Linked DNA regions of Zea mays: region 1 is linked to region 2. A link is a contact called in public Hi-C data. All regions are on one chromosome and are shown on one strand. The core of a region is the stretch at or near the end of the contact, and the rest is flanking DNA. Distances in the headings are between cores, read along the strand shown.

Region 1 (2,700 bases), core at 1-2,500, 360 kb after region 2:
AGTTTTACAATAAAAAATGGATCTTCACCAAAAGCACAAGCCAAAAGGAGAGAATGCATAACGCGTTAATGATAAGACCATAACCATGCAACCGAAGTTAAGGATTGTGTTTTTATTGGATAGGATGATATGAACAGCGGTTGAAGTTATGAGTTGGGCACTGCAGATTTGCTGGTTATGGCTCCAGAAACTGACCATAATCGGCCATGGACAGGTCTTGAAATCCCAACTAATTCTAAAGCCCTGGCTTTGTTCAATATAGCTATGGAATCAATGGTCAGCAATGGCATTCTACTTTATTTTGGTGTGACAAGTAGTTATTGGGTTGCTCAATCAAGGATTTTGCACCAACAGTGCTAGCTGCTGTCCCAATGAGGCAACAAAAATTACAAACAGTGCCATCTTATTGGGAGAAGCTAGAGAGGATCGCATCAACACTCTCACCCGAGTAGTTGCTGCCCTCAACACCGACCTCGACGGCGCCACCTCAGAGCTAGCAAAGACCCATGGAGAGCTACAGGATGCTCATGCCAGGTTGCTCAGCTAGAGGCTCAGCTCGCTGGACAGGATCCACGGAAGGTTACGGATGATGTTTCCTGCCCTGCCATATCACCACTTTGTAAGAAGCTCCTTTATGGATCACTTTGTTCCATCACCAGTCTTCTAGACCAGGCTCTTAGGATTGGTTATCTTAATCGGATGTTTCGACTAGAACCGTTCTTGTGAGGACGTGCAATGTAATGCTTTTGAGTTAACAAATGTTTGATTTGAGCCATTGTAATGATTGTGATGTTTTGTGAAGTGATGGCCACAAATGCATCATTAGATAAATAAGTTAAAGTCTAGTTAAGTTCAAAGCTTGTCCCACTTATCTATTTTATTAGCTTTATCAAGTTCCCCTTTCTTGTCTGAAACTCCACCTCTCTAATAAACCAGAAGGTAGGACCGGAGTACGACAGAATATTTTTGAATCAAAGACGTACTGAATTACCACCTCCACCACTAAATCCGAAAATGGAACAGTTCATAGCAACCCAAATGCAGTTACTGCAGAATCTCATCGCCTCCATACAGAATTTACAAGCTCAGCAGAACCACAACAGATTTACGGAAAAGGCAAGTGGATTTACCCATGCATATTCTTTTCAACCAAGAATAGCATAGTAATACACTTTACTTTTGTATTGTATTACACAATTGATGCCTTGATGGGTCCTACCTTGTCAACCTAGGTTTATCTTTTAAAGTTGAATAGATATATTAGTTTTTATAATTTAGTTCTTTGTGGTTTATAACAAACAATGACAAATATATTTTTTGGTATGCTTTTGATAATCACAAGATCATATATAATAATTGAAACACGGAGAACTACTCGAGAAAACGATGCAACCATAATTGTCACATGGCTCTGATTTTGGCTATTAACTTGATAAACTTAGCATAGTAATACACTTTACTTTTGTATTGTATTACACAATTGATGCCTTGATGGGTCCTACCTTGTCAACCTAGGTTTATCTTTCAAAGTTGAATAGATATATTAGTTTTTATAATTTAGTTCTTTGTGGTTTATAACAAACAATGGCAAATATATTTTTTGGTATGCTTTTGATAATCACAAGATCATAGATAATAATTGAAACATGGAGAACTACTCGAGAAAACAATGCAACCATAATTGTCACATGGCTCTGATTTTGGCTATTAACTTGATAAACTTAGTGCTTGATAATCTTACCTGAAAAGGGCAAGACGGGTAGGATTGATGGGGTATATATCGGTTCTCTTTGGGTAGTATACTGCGCCCTTTAAGGAGGATTTGTGCTCCACCATGACTTGAAACCTTAACAGATTATTTTGTATTAAGTAAATCTTGGTGAAAACCTCATAATGAATCCCTAGTCATTCACCTCGACAATATTTAAGGGCTTTCCAATCCCAGACTACAAGGGAGACACAATTTATGGTAAAAGTGAACTACCTCTACAGAGTGTAAAACTAACATATCAGTCGTACACTAGTACTGATGGTTAAGAGCAGTATATAACCTCACATGATAACTAAACTAAAAGATGGAACTAAATTGGGTTTTCTTGGTTTTGAGATAAGTCACAAGTGTTGGTTAATTCTTTTATGCTTAAGTGGGTTGATATATATACTTATATCCAATAATTAGATGAATGCTAATAAAATATGATCAAGTGATCAACTAAAATGCTAACCGCTATAGACCAATCAGACTCTCTTTGAAAGCCTTATTTTTTCTCCCAATTACTTACCAAAGTGTACTTACATTTACCTAATATGTTGTTTAGAAGCTTTTGATGTAGTGGAGTTCTTCGATAAGTTTGAAGAGTTCTAAGGCTTGTGTTCAACAGTCAAGTGCCTATGGGAATTTTGTCGTTACAGTTTTTGTTTAAGTATGTTGAAAGGTTAAAGACCTTCGAGTCTATTTTATTGGAGTGTAGTAAATGTTATATAATATTATGTTTACGTTTTGAACAATATATTTTGATATATACACTGATGTCCGTCAACATGTATGTGAAAAGGAATCCTGACACATACATTATACAACGTCAACATATGTGTAAATACAAATCCTGGCACACATATGATATACATTTGGTTGTCCTCAAAATCGAGTATGACTGCACAAACTTTTTCATTTGTACGCAGTATACACCTACGACTAAT
Region 2 (2,849 bases), core at 336-2,835:
GTTCATATATATCAATAATAAGCTAGCTATTTCGTTCCATACCTTGGTCACACAGTAAAATGTCTTCCCAGACGCCCATATCCTGCGGCCTATGATGTACTCCCTGTCGCTGCAGAAGAACGGGAACTGCACGCGAGAACCACGCATCGTCGGTTTATATAAGCAGCCTGCGCCATGGTTTGAGCTCAATAATCACCAGCAGAGATGTGTGGATGCAGAACGGCTCACCTTCCTGACCCACCGGACCACCATGGTTCCAGTCTCGGTGCACTCCTCCAGCGTCTCGTGCTGAAGAAGCATGTCGTCCCAGCTGTTCTTCATCCGGAACTCATCGTCCCAGAAGAAATCTCTCACAACCTCCGGTGACGCGTCCTCGAAGATTGTGCTGCTGCGGTACTGTGGTGGACCACTCTGGAATGAAACAAACACACACACACACAAATAAATAAATCAATTCGACGAGTTCTCTCTAGCCATTTAACAGTGGGATGAAGAAAAGACTTGCTGCTGCATACCGGTGGGTCTCTCCGCCAGGCTTGGTACCTCATGGTTGGTAAGGTGCGGTCCATCATGTGAATCCACGACGGGCCACCGTCCTTCTCGTCGACGAGCCGCCAGAGGTGCAGCAAGTCACCGGTGTTGACCGCCAGCTGCTGCTGCTCGTCCTCGGCCGCCGCATGAGCCACCACAGTTCTGCAGACACCGGCGCAGCAAATCCTTTACAGACAATTCAGGGTACAATCACAAGAGGTCGCGCATCCAGCGAGCGAACGAACGGACGGACGGACGGACGCCTCACCTCGGTACGACGGCGGCCGCCTCGTTGCGAGAGACCACCGCGGTGGCGGTGGCGCGGTCCGGAGGAGGCGCCGCCGCGGGGAGCTGCGCCATCTGTTGGGCGTTGTCGACCGTGACGACCCCCGCCCACCTCGGGCGCCACGCCCACCCGATGAGAAGGCCGACGAGCGCGGCGAGCGAGAGCGGCGCCGCCAGCGCGGCGAGCTCCAGGGCGGCGCCGCCGAGGGTCTGCTGGCGAAAGATCCCCATCAGTAGATCGAGGAGAGCCGACATCTTGGTTGGCAACTGGAATCCGCAGCAAAAGATCCGATCTTCCACCACAGAATCCTCGAGACACGTCGCGAGAACTCAAATGTTCGCCGCCGACAGGGGCGATATGCCGCACCGGTAGCTGAGAAGAGTTTTGGGTGTAAAAGATTGGAGACTCTGGATAGTCACGCCAAAATCTCTCTCGTCAGTGAGGCCGCTAATGGAATAATGGGGGTACACCTTCTCTAAAGGAACTAGCGGTGACAAGTGACGAAAAAGAAACCAGGGGAGGAGACGAGCCCGGTGGGCAGAAGGAGCTGATGCGAAAATCGGGTCGGGGAAAAAAATCCAGACGAGGTCGAGAGCTGTAGAGGCGCGGAACGTGTGGCGGAGGCGAGGCGGGAGATGCGTGAGGGATAAGGATCGGAGTCCTCTGGCCTCGGGCCGCGCCAGCGCGAGATTTTGCAGCAGCGGAAGAAAAGAAAAAGAAAACGAATCGGGAGGAAGAAGACAAGCCCGGCCCCGGGGAGAAGGGAGGGGATTGTTGGTGTGGTCTGTGGTGGCGATCGCGAGGCGAGGGGATCCGCGGGCGCGGGCGAAGTAGATATAGCTCTCTCTGGTCAGGTACTCAGGCGGGCCTGGAGCTGCTGGACTGTGGCTGCGGGCGGAGGCGCGAGGTCCTCGTGTTTTTTCTGCGGTGGACGGAGGTCACTGGTCCGGGCTCCTCTCCGTCCGCGGCTCGGTTTCGTCAGCTCCACTCGCTCGTTTTCCTTGCTGCCGGAGCCGGAGTGGAGTGGTCAGGGAAAGCGATGGTTCCACACGGATGACCCCGGACCGGCGGAGCGCGTGACGGCTGGGCACGAGCGCGGCGTGGAGATACGGTGGCCACAGCCGCGTGCGGGCATCCACGTCCTACGTAGTACTGTGGCATGTATAGGTACCCCGTACCTATGATCACAACCGCCACTGCAGACTGCACGGAGGAATTGAAGTTCTCGCACTGGTCGGTATTAGATGGTGCTCAATAGTCCGACACCAGACAGTGTTTGTTTTAGAAGAGGACATATTTGGTGCACATATTAAATCATCACAATACATCTCATATCTAACGTTTCTGGTTGATCATTTTAATTTATAATTAACACTTCCACCACTACACCCCACTACGTTACAGGATGTCCTAGTAAATTATATCAAGCAACTAGAGACGTTTTATCTAAGATGAGTGGTGGTGGTTTAATACGTGCATCATGTGCACTAAATATCCATGTGCACCGATATGTTCTCAAGAAACCAAACACCCCCTTATTACTTTAGGAGTAACACAAATAAGATGATGTTTGAATCTATTAGAGCTAATAATTAGCTACTAAAATTAGTTGAATACATTCAAACAGTCTAACTAATAGTTCAACTATTAGTTATTTTTAGCAAATTATCTAATAGTTAACTAGTTATTAGTTAGCTAGCTAATTTGACTAACATTTTAGCTAACTAACTATTAATTATAGTGCATTCAAACACCCTCTAAACTAAGTTTCATGCTCACCCTTCGTTCTGTCTATTTCAGGGGGGAAATAGAATGAACGAAGAAAACATTGAGAGTCAATAGAAAACAAATAATGAATAATAAAAAAATGAAAATAACATAATGTAAAGATAAAACATATGATTCAACCTTATTGAACAATGTTTCTTTTTTTCCTTTTATCATTTAACAAAGGATTACAAATATACATTTGGCTACTTAAAAGTTTTTTTTAATAACGAACTCCACTCATTTATAGGCGATTTGCATTATC

Evidence for each region. Hi-C and Micro-C count contacts between places; a contact is called where the count stands out from the background.
Region 1: a Hi-C map of endosperm shows a contact between it and region 2, with 3 times the contacts expected there. The contact joins the promoter of LOC100279232 here to the promoter of LOC100281983 in region 2. A contact is called at or near these places in 2 of 25 Hi-C or Micro-C datasets (endosperm and leaf).

What each region holds. Positions count from the first base shown.
Region 1 is chr10:101,695,149-101,697,848 of Zm-B73-REFERENCE-NAM-5.0, forward strand. LOC100279232 (HR-like lesion-inducing protein-related) reads right to left here and starts at 1,251. Exons shown (of 4, transcript NM_001152254.1): 1 at 1-1,251.
Region 2 is chr10:101,336,952-101,339,800 of Zm-B73-REFERENCE-NAM-5.0, forward strand. It overlaps LOC100281983, which reads right to left and starts at 1,586. Exons shown (of 6, transcript NM_001371811.1): 1 at 800-1,586; 2 at 516-693; 3 at 229-411; 4 at 43-126. The coding sequence starts at 1,071.